Regions from separate parts of the Sus scrofa genome. Here region 2 is linked to region 1. The links are chromatin contacts, called in public Hi-C maps. All regions are on one chromosome and are shown on one strand. The core of a region is the stretch at or near the end of the contact, and the rest is flanking DNA. Distances in the headings are between cores, read along the strand shown.

Region 1 (7,337 bases), core at 1,435-3,934:
TTTTCTTTTGCCAATATTTTATTAGCCTCCTACACTAACTCTCCTTTAACTGCTAAACTTTCCTTTAATTGTTAAATTATCATTTTCCTGTAAGTAGAGAATTTTATTAAATGAGTTTCTAAATGTTAGGTGCTCGGTAAATGTTTATTATAATTATATTGATATTTTTAATATGTGCACAATTCTAATAAAATTATTAGAAAATTTATTTAAAGCCCATCCTATTGCCAGCCACTATAATTATTTTACATAACTGCACTTTCATAAGATGAAATTCATTTTCTTATATCTGTACCAAAGTTGATATTTTCCTCTACCTCCAAAAAGAGTTTGAGAAAAAAACTGAAATTTTAGTCTTATGGTTGGTAGTAATGTAAAATAATTTTACCTACCAAGGAACGCTGTGGATATATTTTTCTCTTTAAATTTGTAATTATGAAATCAGAACTCTATTAAGGAGACTCCATGTACAATGACTTAAATTCAAAGATAAATTTGATTTTATAGGTCTAACTTACTTGTAAAGAAAGTTCAGGGAAATTTATAAAGTGCTTTATTGTTTGCAAAGGACCTTTACATACTTTATCATTTAATCCTCATAATAACCTTGTGAGATAAATAGTTAGATTCCCTTTTATAGATGAGAAAACGGAGGCTCATAAGCATCACAGTTTGTATGTATTTCTACAAGAGACTGTATCACTGGAAAGGATTCTGTAGAAATGGTGCCTACACAGGAAGGGATCCAGTGATTCTGTAGTTTTAGGTGGGAGACAGTACATGGGAAGACCTGAATTTACTCTAGCCTGGCCTTGAGCAAGTAATTCAACCTCTGTGAATTCCCTGTCTATAAAACAGGAACATTTAAAAATACCCTACAGTATTATTGAAAAGATGAAATGAGATAATGTAGAAGAGAGCCAGGCACTTAACTGCTTAATGATAGAGCTGTTGTTAACCTATAGAAGTCCAAGTGCAGTAACCCAACCTAGCACAGTTGCCACATAGCCCATTAGAGCCATACTTTTGAAGGGGAGCATAATTTACCACTGTTTTTGGTGAATGAGGAAAATAAATGGAGAATTTATTATGTTAAAGCAGAGAAGAGAATTGCATAGAATAGAACCATTGGATATATATTTGAGATAGAAATTAAAAATCACAAAAGCAGTACAGATGGAAGGAAGAACATTGCAGGACTCAGAGTCTCTGACTTAGCTCAGTGGAGGCAAAACGCTTGAGAATCACTTGGTAGTCCTGGGCACACCATTTCAGGAACAGCCATGTATTGGAAACGCCTCCAGTGACCGCTCTTGTTCAGGGAAATGGAGAATTTCAGCAGTAGAGTGAAATGTCGACGTTGGACATGGGCTTTATAGTCTGAAAGAACTGGGTTAAAATCTTGGCTGTGCTACTTGCTAGCTATCTGATCTTGGACGAGTTATTTGACCTCCTACGTCTCTCCTATAAAAGGAGAATTATAAATCCCACCTTGCGGAATTGTTTCAAAGATTAAATGTGTATGTGAAGTGTTTGTTTTTTGTTTATTACTTCCTTTGCCAACAAAAATATAAAATCCGTATGGCTAGGACCTTTGTTTTATCTCTGTTCCTGTTGTATACATGTAATAGCAGACCCTTAAACATTTGTTCAGTGACCAATGAACTTGTCAAAGTGTGTGTGTGTGTGTGTAATAAGACCATATGAATGATATCAGGAAAATAACTTGTAAACTGCTTGGGAATTTGTAAGATTTTTATCATGATCCATTCTTGTCTAAATTTTTATTACATTTATTGTCCAATCATTCAAGTAATTAATCACATACTCTATTATATCTTAATCTATTTTATTTTCCTAATTGGACCATTAAACTTATGGAGAGTAGAGAGTGGTATTTATTCATCATCATCCAGTCCGATGCAGTGCTTGTAGATCTCCAGAATGGCACAAAAATACATGTTGTGATTTATTAGTCCACATAATCAGGAATTTATGCTTGATAATGGTGATTGGTCATAGTAGGATTTTTGCTGAAGATAAGAATATGTTCAATGGGTATTTGTCAGATGAAAGGCTGAAAGTCAATGTCAGTGGACAAGAAAAGGACAGAAAGGTCTGTATGAGAGTATTATATTCTAGTCCCAGGACAGAATGTGTATGTTGGTGGATATTTTGAGCTTTCTTTGATAAACATGATCTCTCTTGGTTCTAGGTCTTTGCACATGTCCCTTCCTGGAAAATTTCCCTTACTTCCTCTTCTTCATTTGCTAATTCCTACTTATCTTTCAGTTTTCAGCTCAGAATCACTTTCTCCAAGAAGCTCTGCTGTTCTGTCTTAAGTCTGGGAAAAAGTATCTCTTACCTGGGTTCCCATAGCACTACATACTTTCCCTGTTACACATATAAAATTATGTTGTATTTTCCTGTTTATTTGTGTTCCCAACTAGACAATAACTCCATGAAGAGAGGAATTGTGTATGTCTTACTCACCATTATATCCTAATACAGTGCCTATTACTCAGTAAATATTTGTTGAATAGATGAATGAAAAGTGACTAATGGAAAGGAAAAAAACTTCAAAATAATAGCTGCCATTTATTGGATGTCTGTTAAGTGACTGGGCCTTTATACAAGTTAATATTTAATCCTTGCAACAATCCAGATGGAGCAATTGAGTTCAGAGAACTTAACTTGGTCAAAGTGATACTTCTGAGATTTGAACCAGGATCTCTCTAGATCCAAAGTCTGTCCTTTCCACCTAGTAATATTGCCCCTCTCAGGCCTTATATTTGTATAAGCTGTTACAGGCTACATTTTTACTTCTTAGGACACCCTTGTGAAGTTAATGTTATTTTCCATTTTATATCTAGTGAGTGGCCAAGTCATGATTTTCAAATTTGATGGTCTAGATCCAGGTTCATTCCCTTTCTGTAATAACACAGCTGTCTCATTATGGCGGATTCAGAGATGTAAGGCATTTACCAAAATGGAGAGATAATAAAAGTTTAAAAAATGATAAGGTGTTTTTGTTTCAAAAACAATAGAAAAAATTTTAGGCAGATGTATTTTAGCAGGGCTGGAATAAATTCTATGTTTTCTTTGTCATTTTTTCCAAGAAGGGGAAAATCGAATAAAATTGGGAATGATTGCTGTTAATACTGTCAAGTGCTTTCTTCTCTTGATATCTGATTGTTTCCTGGCCTCATATTACTATGAGCTCAAAATTCATAGGATTTCTATAGAAGAATCCATTGCTAGTGGGACAAAATGGTGCTGTTTGGTGAATTTAATGCAGTGTCTCCCTACCATTAGCCCTCCTTTTTTTTGAGCTATTAAAATTATTTTTGGGAGTTCCCCTTGTGGCGCAGCATAAATGAATCCAACTAGTATCCATGAGGATGTGGGTTTGATCCCTGACCTCACTCAGTGGCTTAAGGATCTGGTGTTGCCATGAGCTGTGGTGTAGGTCGAAGACGCGGCTTGGATCTGGTGTGGCTGTGGCTGTGGTGTAGGCTGGCAACTGTAGCTCTGATTCGACCCCTAGCCTGAGAACTTCCATATGTCATGGGTGTGGCCTTAAAAAAGCAAAAAAAAAAGTTTTTTTTTCTTTTTGTCTCTCAATTTGAAGTTGTATCAAGTAATACAAAAACATTCATTCATGGTCTTCATTTCCAAAATAAATTTGGTCTCTTTACAAAATGTCTATACTTTTCTACTGCAATTAATCTGTTCACAAGAAGGCCGATGGCAAAGGATTAATGGATCACAGATGAGGAGATCTCCATCTGTGGCAGTTTGTTTTGCAGTTACTTTGCTTGTCCCACACCTTCACATTGTGGCTTCTGCTAGGAGGGAACTTAGCTGGGTTTGCCCTGGAGGTCATTGACTGGCCACCCTTGGCCTAAGACTTTGCTCTTTACCCTCCACCCACAATTACTTCCATTGAGAAGGAAGAGGATCAGGGTAGGACAGTAGGCAGGGTTATATTTTTGACTGAAACAAGCAGAGGCTAAGAACTAAGGAAAGTAAATTAACTAAGGAAAGTAGAGAAGTCTCCCACACATGCAAAAAAGAAAAAAGAAAAAAATTTTCATGAGAAAAAGAACTAATATTTATTTTCTTAGTCCTGTTAGAGTCCTTGAAGCTGCTTTGACACATACAGGTCCCTGGACTGCAGCGCAACGCAAATCTCAAAAAGAGTATCTTTTAAACTTCAAAAAGAATTTCTAAAAGCACTGAAAAATTATAGTTTTCTAAAGCCACAATCAGCCAAAATTTTATTGTAATCTCTTCATAAAATTTTAGACTTAAAGGAAAGACTTAAAAACCAATCACAAATCTAAAAGTCAGTTGTGCTAAAGCAAATATAATTCCAGTGTATGGGAGTTCCTGTTGTGGCTCAGTGGTTAACGAATCCGACTGGGAACCATAAGGTTGCAGGTTCGATCCCTGGCCTTGCTCAGTGGGTTAAGGATCCAGCGTTGCCATGAGCTGTGGTGTGGGTTGCAGATGCGGCTCAGACCCCACATTGCTGTGGCTGTGGCATAGGCTGGCAGCTACATCTCTGGTTAGACCCCTGGCCTGGGAACCTCCACATGCCGTGGGAGCAGCCCTAGAAATGGAAAAAAAAAAAAAAATTCCAATGTATGTTTTGATTATTGGCTGCTTTGTTCTGCCCTGTACTGTTCTGTAAATGTTTGATGAAGCCACAGTTCATTATTTACTTTTCTTTGATCTCTACACTAGCTAAATATGTTTGTGTTTCTGTTTTCTTGTGACTTTGCATTTGTACTGACTGGCACTGGAATTCTGCTGAACAGGTGAGTTTGACCTTTTATGAGGGAGGAAGAGAGGAATGCGCATAACCCAGGCTTGAGTAGGTTGTGGCTGAATGGGAGAAAACCCCAGGTTAGTGTTTCAGAATTGAGGTATAATTTATTCAGAGCAGTCAGTAAATTTGAAACAAACACTTACAAGTTTGTATACATGCATCTAACCACCTCTTGTCAAAATACACATTTTCAGTACCTCGGAAGGCTCTTGGCTGAGGCTTCCCTCACATTACCTGCTCTCACGGATAACCACGATTATAATTTTCCTCGACATAAGTCAGTTTCATCAGCAGAGCTGTTTTTCAGTGTTTTTCACAGAGGACATCATGAATGGGATTATATGAAGTTTGGGAATTGAGAATAAGTTCCAATTCTTTGGGGTGACATAGATAATAATTGTGGTTTCCTAAAGGCAGAAATTCCCAATTGATTCTCTTCAGTTCCACATGGGGCCAGGGGGCAGAGTTTCCCCTTATCCATCCCCATTAAGTCTTACTCGTTCTTTGAGGAACATCTGAAGAGTGTCCAGGTTGCTTAGATGGTTAATAAAGCATCAGTACATGGGGTACACATTAAGAATAACTTATCACAGAATCCTTTTCCTGTGTTCCTGGACCTAAAAAGTCCTCATTCTCACTTTGAAAGGCCTCCCAGGCCTGGACCCCATCCAGGTCTGCTCTCCGTCTCCACTTGTCTCTCCCTCAGCTCCAGGCGTAAGAACACTTAGGGAACAAAAAAGCTGTGAGCACATCCATATTTTCTCTGTCTTAGGCTTAATCCTTTGGGTTTGGGGTCTCTGTTTCTGCTCCTGGGCTCAGGGAAAATAAGAATGATCTTGCAAATCATTCCATATCCATATATGCAGATCTGTCTTTTTCTTAGATGGTCGAATGTGATTCCATTATATAGATGTAGCCCAATGGGTTCACTGTTTTGAGAAATAATGCTGCATAAATATCCTTGTATATGTCTTTTCTCTTATGTGTCAATAAATATTTGGAATAAATTCCTAAAAGAAATTTCTGAGTCAAAGAGGCATACACTTAAAATTTAATTTTTTTTTTTTTTTTTTTTTGGTCTTTTTGCTATTTCTTGGGCCGCTCCCACATCACATGGAGGTTCCCAGACTAGGGGTCAAATTGGAGCTGTAGCCACCGGCCTACACCAGAGCCACAGCAACTCGAGATCCGAGCTGCGTTTGCAACCTATACCACAGCTCAAGGCAACGCTGGATCCTTAACCCACTGAGCAAAGCCAGGGATCAAACCTGTAACCTCATGATTCCTAGTCGGATTCGTTAACCACTGCGCCATGACAGGAACTCCTTAAAATTTAATTTTAATAGTGCCAAATTACTCCCAATAGAGCTGGTACCAATTTATACTCCCACAAGCAATGTATGGATATTCCCTTTTGTACTTGTTGAAAACTTGGTTTTTAAAATTTTTTGCTTAAAGTGTTTTTGCTGTGTGGAAATTTTAAATTTTTATGACTTGAATTGATCAGTTTTTAATGATTTCTAGCTTTTGTGTTATATTTAGTAGGGCCTCCCTACTCTAAGTCTGTGCTTTTTGTTTTTTTAGTGTTTAAAATCTTTTATGTAGCAAAAATTAATTTTGATATAAATGACACAACATTTTTTAATAGATAGCTAACCTACTTGTTTCAAAATCATTTACTTAATAACTCATCTTCCAGTGATGTGCAATGCCACCTTTTTACTAAATTCACTGATATATTTATGTCTGGTCAAATCGGAACTGCAGCCACTGGCCCATGTCATAGCCACAGCAACACCAGATCTGAGCCCCATCTGCAACCTACACCACAGTTCATGGCAATGCCAAAACCCCAACCCACTGAGCAGGGGCTAGGGGTCGAAACTGCGTCCTTATGGATACTAGTCAGATTCATTTCCCCTGAGTCACGACGGGAATGCCCTTGTTCTAGACCTTCTATTCCGTTTTATTCATCTGTCTGTCACATGTTCAGAGGCACCACACTAATTTAATTGGTGAAGTTTCAAAATAAAAATGTAGTCTTGTTCCCCTCTTATTATTAATTCTGTATTTTTAAAGTTTCCAGCCTTTTGGTTTTTTCTTTTCTATATGCACTTTAAATATACCTCACTATTTTTCCAACAAAAATTCTGGTGGTATTTTTATTGGGGTTATATTGAATTATAGATTTAAATTAGGGAGAACTTCTATCTTCATGATTTTTAGTTTTCCTAATCATGAACCTGATTTTAATTGTCATGTGTTCAAGGTTATTTTTTGTATTCCTTAGTAGTCTTGCAAAATTTTCATCATGGTTCTTGCCCATTTTTTGTCAAGTTTATTCCTAAATGTTTTGCCATCGTCTGTTGTTATTAGAAATGAGATTTTATCTTTGTATTAAACTGGTTGTTCCTTGTATTAATACCTATGAAGGTGATTAATACTTGTGTATTAATCCTGTAGCCAATCACATTGCTGATTTCTCTTTTAGTTGTAATTGGTT
Region 2 (7,337 bases), core at 2,521-5,020, 540 kb after region 1:
GTAGTAAAATGGAAGAGCATTGAAAGTGATTAACAGAGCAATTAGAAGATACAATAAAGGGGCCTCTGAGTCTGTGTTGCTAAGGATAAACAAAAGACCATCATTTAAAAATTGATCTTAAGCTTGAACATGTGCTTCTGTGATCATCACTGGCAGGATAACAAGGTTTATTCTCCCTTTTGTTTTAGTCCTCAAGCAAAAGCCTGTTTCTTCTGTTACATTTCTTCCATTCAGAACTGGAACATAGCTCTGCAATTATTTGTTCAGGAACTTTGCGTTACCTAGGGTCTGGGCTAAGCCAGTGTAAAAGAGAACCCAAACTAAAGCAGCTTAAAAAAGAGGAGCATTTTTTTTCTCCTCTCCCACATAAGAGAACAGAGGGAAGTGGTGCAGGGCTGGTGGGACTTCCCTGCCCAGTGATGTGGCTTTGGAACCCAGGCTGGCGTGGAGGATCTGCCATCCTCAGCCACTGGGTCGAAGGTGATGGCTCCAGTTGTTGGTATTTCTCAACCAATGGGAGAAGGAAGAGTCCAAGTCAAGTGGCTTTATCCCAAGGGAAACCACAAAAATTGCAAAATCACCGTTGCTGTTTCATGATGACTCCTAGCTGAAAGGAAGCCTGGAAATCCAATCTCTGGCTGGGCATCCTTGTGCCTGGATAAAACTTGGAGGAATTTATTAGTAAAGGGGATACGGAGGCAACTAGTGGTTTGTTTCGCACTTTTATCCTCTCATAAGGGTATTAAGGCTCAGAGAGGGAAATTGCCTAGCCAAAACTCTGAGGGCTGCTGAAACTCAATTTCCAGATTCCTGGTAGGGGACAAGCTTTACTAAATGTCCCTGGGAATTGTCCCCTTTCCTGTTACTTGCTTTCTGCTGATATTAAAAAGAGCTGTGGATAAAGGTCAAGAGTTTGTCACTTGGTTTCCAGGGATTTCTAGGAACTAATTAATGTATTGGTCCCCAAATTAATAACTTTTATGTATTTACTAATTTGCTTATCAGAATAAAAAGATAATGGTAAGCTTCTCTTGACTTACATTAGAAGAATTTTATCCATACCAAAGTTTTGCTCTCAATCCTAAATCCATATCGACTCATCTTTGCTCTTTTCACAAATTTTCAAATTAAAAAATCAACATCACTGATTATTAGAGATGTGCAAATCAAAACTACCCTGAGATACCACCTCACACCAGTCAGAATGGACATCGCTAATAAGTCCACAAATAACAAATGCTGGAGGGGGTGTGGAGACAAGGGAATCTCCTGCACTGTTGGTCAGAATGTAAGCTTGTACAACCACTGTTGAAAACAGTATGGAGGTACCTTAGAAAACTATACATAGAACTACCATATGACACAGCAGTCCCACTCTTGGGTGTATATCAGACAAAACTTTCCTTGAAAAAGGCACATGCACCCCATGTTCATTGCAGCACTATTTACAATAGCCAAGACATGGAAGCAACCCAAATGTCGACAGATGATTGGATTAGGAAGATGTGGTATATATACACAATGGAATACTACTCAGCCATAAAAAAGAACAAAATAATGCCATTTGTAGCAACATGGATGGAACTAGAGACTCTCATCCTGAGTGAAGTAAGTTATAAAGAGAAAGGCAAATATCATATGATACCACTTATATCTGGAATCTTATATAGGGCACAAATGAACCTTTCCACAGAAAAGAAAATCATGGGAGTTCCTGTCGTGGCTCAGTAATTAACGAATCTGACTAGGAACCATGGGGTTGTGGGTTCGATCCCTGGCCTTGCTCAGTGGCTTAAGGATCCGGCATTGCTGTGAGCTGTGGTGTAGGTAGCAGACACTGCTTGGATCTGGCATTGCTGTGGTGCTGGCGTAGGCTGGCGGCTACAACTCGATTAGACCCCCAGCCTGGGAACTTCCATATACCACAGGTGCGGCCCTAGAAAAGGCAAAAAAAGACAAAAAAAAAAATTAAAACCAGAAAAGAAAATCATGGACTTGGAGAATAGACTTGTGGTTTCCAAGGGAGGAGGAGGGAGTGGGATGGACTGGGAGCTTGGGGTTAATGGATGCAAACTATTGCCTTTGGAATGGATTAGCAATGAGATCCTGCTATGTAGCACTGGGAATTATGTCTAGTCAATTATGATGGAGCATGATAATGTGAGAAAATAGATTGTGTGCATGTATGTTTAACTGGGTCACCATACTGTACAGTAGAAAAAAAATTGTCTTGGGGAATAATTTAAAAAATAAAATAAATTTAAAAAATTTTTTAAAATTAAAAAATCTAGCTTTCTGAGGAAGTCTGCCACTATTTATCCTAGTTAACTTTTCTACATCATTGTCTTTCATTCTGAGATTCTTACACTATTTGCTCAAATACACAAAGCAGCACGTAAGATGACATGGAATACAATCATTCTGTTTCTGTTGACAGAAATCTTTAAGTTCTTTTTTTATAGGTATCTTCCCCACCACTTCCTTAAGACAAACATGGATCCAGCAAACTGAATACTGGGTTTGAGATTTTGTAAGTATGGAAACAAACACTTATATTTCATTCTTTTTTTAATTGTCAGTATTAAAAGTAGTACTTGTCAAGAAGACCTAATTTGTCCCTGTTTTAGTTTTAGGATCATATTGCCTTTGAGTGAATTTTTGATGAAACTTAAAAAATCTGGGGTAGTGTTTCTGGCTCTCTAGGGCTGTAGAAGTTAATAAGATTTTAGTATTCTATTTTCCCTTCATCAGTCTTGGACAAGATTGCTTCCTCTTTTCAGCATAGCAACATTTTTGCCCCACGGAGGATATTGGTCTCACTGGAGAAACCCTGGGGTTATATTTTTCAGAGATGGAGATGGTTCAATAATAGACATATCCTTAAACCAACTATTCAAGATGTTTGTGATTAATCATCAATTCTTTCAAAGGCCCTCAGGAAAATAAGGGTTAGGATAGCATTTGTTTCTTTAGATATAGTAAAAGTAGTTTTTCTTGTCCTTGTCTTTGTTTGTTTGTTTTTTTTTTTTTTTTTTGGTCTTTTTGCCTTTTCTAGGGCTGCTCCCATGGCATATGAAGGTTCCCAGGCTAGGGGTCTAATCGGAGCTGTAGCTGCCAGTCTATGCCAGAGCCAGAGCAACATGGGATCTGAGCTGCGCCTGCAACCTACACCATAGCTCACGGCAACGCCGGATCATTAACCCACTGAGCAAGGCCAGGGATCGAACCCGCAACCTCATGGTTCCTAGTCGGATTCGTTAACCACTGCGCCACGACGGGAACTCCTGTCCTTTTCTTAAAATTCTTAAATTTACTTGTTATATCTTGCCAAGTCTAAGAATAACATCCAGTGCAGAAGTGAGAATGGTGGTCAAAATAGTGCTCTTGATTATTTAATCCCCAAATTAAAACATTTGGAGTTTAATTTTTCTTTTCTTTTCTTTTTTTTTTTTTAATTTAAGAGAGCTTCATTACAAGTGGAAAAAGAAAAAAAGAGAACTTGTCCTGTACCTCTCCTGCCCCTCCCCCTAAAACAAACTTAAAATTTCTACCCTCTCTTCTCTCATCCATACTCTCCCTTTATATCCTCTATTCAGACCTGGATACATCATGTGGGTTTGTCTCTATTTCTATAGGAACCACATCAAAACCCACTTGTGAGACAGGGGAACGGTCAAATGGAAAGTTTCTGCTTGTTTTTACCCAGGAGCCGTAACCAGACTCTGCCTGTGTTTTTAACCTCTGCTCCATAGATTCTCCTGTGTGCTCTGACCCCTTTTATGCTCTGAACTGACTTTTGACCCTTGCAAGCCGTTGAGAGTCAATATGTGCTTCTACTGCTTACAGCTCACAGGTTCAGATCCACCTTGACTTACAGGTCCTGAGCCCCTTTCTGAGTTGGACCGACTTCTACATCTTTTTCCCATCTTAGGTTCTTAGCCTTGTCTCAGCTATCCTTGTGATCTTCTGGACATGACCAGTATTATTTCTTCTTTAAAAGGTTATGAGCAAGCAGTTATGCTATGTCAGAAATTTCAAAAGTTTAGAGGGTATAGAATAACATTTCTGGTTCCAATGAAAGCTTAACAATAAAATTAAATCAACACATTTAATTGTGTGCATAGTGCTTACAGTGCTAGCGATAACATTTTAATATTAAGCTATTCATTTAAATGAAAATAATAATATTTCTATACAGCTAAAATAAATAAGACAATCTGGAAAGTAGTTCAGAGATAGGAAAATACAAGTCTGTTACTTTAGGCTTTCTCTTCTCTTGATCAGTTTCTTCTTCCCTAAATACCAAGGTATTTTTTTTACAGATAGTTGCTACCCATATTCAAGCATTTACCTTGAAAACTTCTCAAGACAAGACAAGAAACCATTATCTGCTATAAATTTCCTAAAGCTGAGAAGGGTAAACAAGTTAGCCAAAGATTAAAGCATTAAATTTGAATTGTGCTGAGTTTAGTTTTTAGAGAAAGAAAGGGAGGGAGAGAGGGGAAAGAAGTCCTCTTAGAGGAATCCATTTAGATGATTAGAAAGCTTAAAATTGGCAGCTGATAATGAAGAAGGAAAAGAAATAGCCTGACTGTTGGAAAATTTTGGTTTAATTAAATCTGTTTTCAAAAGTAAGTTTTTATTTTTTATTATAATTCCAAATTATTATTCAAAGATTAGAAAATACCAAGGCAAAAAGGAAAAATGTCATGTAGAGACTACTGCTGTTGTGGGGGAATTTTAACCATAAGAGGTAACTAAAGGAGGAGTGACATTCCACAGGGAAATCAGAAGGCAGTTCAAAGTAGCAGAGCCCCCAAATAGCCACATTTCCACAACACTGTAATATTATCATTTAATCAGATTGCTTTCCTAAAACCAGCTTTAAAAATGGCAGTGTGGAAATAATTTTGGTACGTGAACAGAGTATAGGATTAGGAATTTTTATGGAGAGAACCATGCATGTTCCAAAGAGAGGGAGCCCTGAACCTGGAGCAGTGAAACCAAATTTCCTCTGCTTGGAAATATTGCTTATTACTGTCAGCCTTGCTCACTTTCCTCTTAGACACTCAGACATTTAACGCTTTTCAAGTCAGTTCTTAAACTTCCTTGTCTTTCTAGTACTCCATCCTACCTAACTCTCCCACAAGCTTGGCTCTCACGGGAATGATAATAATAATGACAGCAAAAGCAACTAATGTTTATACAGCACACTACAGCTTATAATGCTTTCATATACATCATCCCATTTAATATTTATATTGGTATTCTTTCAAATAATATTAAATGACCACCAGCTAATTTTCAAAGTGAACAGAACAATCTAGTGAATTGGTGTTACAATCCTCCTTTTAACATGGGGAAATTGTGCTTATGAAGTGTAGGAAACTTCATTCAGAGGACACAGCTTTTATTTAAACCCAGGATTCAGCTCTAGGACTACCTACTTTAAAAATTATGCTTTTTTTTTTTCCGTGCTACTTTGAATATGGAACTAAAGGGTCAGTGAGTCTGAATTTCTGGGACCTGGACCCTTAGTGTTCTATCAGAAGAATTTGTTTCAGATGGACTTTTAAGCCCTGAAGTTTTTCTGGACCTTCTTTAGCGGATATCATGTACTTGACTCATTTTCGTATAAATATGGTGATAAACAAATAGTGAAAGATATCTTTGGTTCAGAATACTATCTTGCTGCATAAAACCCAAGGGGCTTTGCTAATATTTACAGACAAAATAGTAAATCTTCCACAAACAGCACACCTTAATTCCTTTTCATTATTTTGAATATGTTGCATGTAAATTTCATTAGAGTAAAGCTTTTGTGTGTTTTGTTCAGGGCTATATTCCCAGTATCTAGAATAGTGACCCATACTAGATGTTCAACAAATATTTGTTGAATGAATGAAAGCACCTTGCTTTTTGTTAGCATGGAGGTAAAAATTAATTTAAAGTGCTTTGCACACATCATTCATTCAACAAGTTAAGCCTTGGCCAGTCACTGTACTAGGAACTGAGGATAAAACATAGATTATGTCCTGGTCAAATGATTCTGTACTGCTTTTAACTTGCAGGTGACAGAAATCTAGTACATTTGCTTAATCAAAAAGAAAAGTGAAATACATTGGCTCAGATAACTGAAAGTTTTGAGAGAGAAATGTGGCTTCAGGCATTACTTTCCTAGGGGGTTCATGTGCTACAAGAGATATCTTCTTCCTCTTCATGTCAGCTATTTTTTTTTTCCCAAGATAGGCTATCTTTAAAAGACAGCAAGGAAGGAAAACAATATATCCCTGGCACATCTTTAGCTAATGGTTGCAGACCATTTCTAGAGAGTTGTAAAATAGATGAAAGATGGTTATGATCTAAGTGAGGGTAATATCAATGGGCATGATAAAAGTAAACTAATTTGAACAATATTTACAGAGTAAAGTAGATTAGTAGAGAGGAATAGAGACAATGAAGAAAGGGTGAAGAAAACTACCAATTCTTGAAAATATGAATAGATCAAACAACAAGTACTGAAATTGAAAATGTGATTTAAAAACTTACAAAAAACGAAAATTCAGGACTGATGGTTATACAAGCAAATCTATAAAATATTCAGAGAAGAGTTAACACCTATTCTTCTGAAGCTCTTCCAAAAAACTAGCAGAGGAAGGAACACTCTCAAACTCCTTCTATGAGGCCACCACCACCCTGAGATCCAAACCAGACAAGGATGCCACAAAAAAGAAAAATTACAGGCCAATATCACTGATGAACATATGCAAAAATCCTCCACAAAATATCACCAAACTGAATACAAATATATATTAAAAGGATCATACACTATGATCAAGTGGAATTTATCCCAGGGATGCAAGGATTTTTTAATATCCACAAATCAATCATGTGATACACCACATTAACAAACTGAAGAATAAAAACCATATGATCTCTCAGTAGATGTGAAAAAAGCTTTTGACAAAATTCAACACCTGTTTCTGATAAAAACTTCAGAAAGTGGGCATAGAGGGAACCACCTCAACATAATAAAAGTCATATATGTCAAACCCACAGCTATCATTCTCAATGGTGAAAAACTAAAAACATTTCCACTAAGATCAGGAACAAGACAAGGATGTCCACTTTAACTACTACATTGTTTTGGAAGTCCTAGCAATGGCAATCAGACAAGAAAATGAAATAAAAGAAATCCAAATTGGAAAAGAAGTAAAACTATCACTCTTTGCAGATGACATGATACTATACTTGGAAAACCCTAAAGATACTACCAGAAAACCCTTAGAACTCATCAATGAATTCAGGAAAGATGCAGATACAAAATCGATATACAG

What was found. A called contact is a pair of places that touch in the nucleus more often than the background predicts.
Region 2: a Hi-C map of liver shows a contact between it and region 1, with 10 times the contacts expected there. The contact joins two enhancer-like sites. A contact is called at or near these places in 4 of 47 Hi-C or Micro-C datasets (embryonic fibroblasts and liver).

The regions. Positions count from the first base shown.
Region 1 is chr8:67,744,952-67,752,288 of Sscrofa11.1, forward strand. No RefSeq gene overlaps it. Among named protein-coding and RNA genes, the nearest start is that of DCK, 42 kb to the left of the region's middle. Within about 2 kb of position 2,685, at least 3 of the 83 cell types and tissues checked have an H3K27ac peak or open chromatin away from gene starts, as enhancers often do. A contact at or near this core is called in liver, where this site is marked.
Region 2 is chr8:68,283,316-68,290,652 of Sscrofa11.1, forward strand. No RefSeq gene overlaps it. Among named protein-coding and RNA genes, the nearest start is that of GC, 73 kb to the right of the region's middle. Within about 2 kb of position 3,771, at least 4 of the 83 cell types and tissues checked have an H3K27ac peak or open chromatin away from gene starts, as enhancers often do. A contact at or near this core is called in liver, where this site is marked.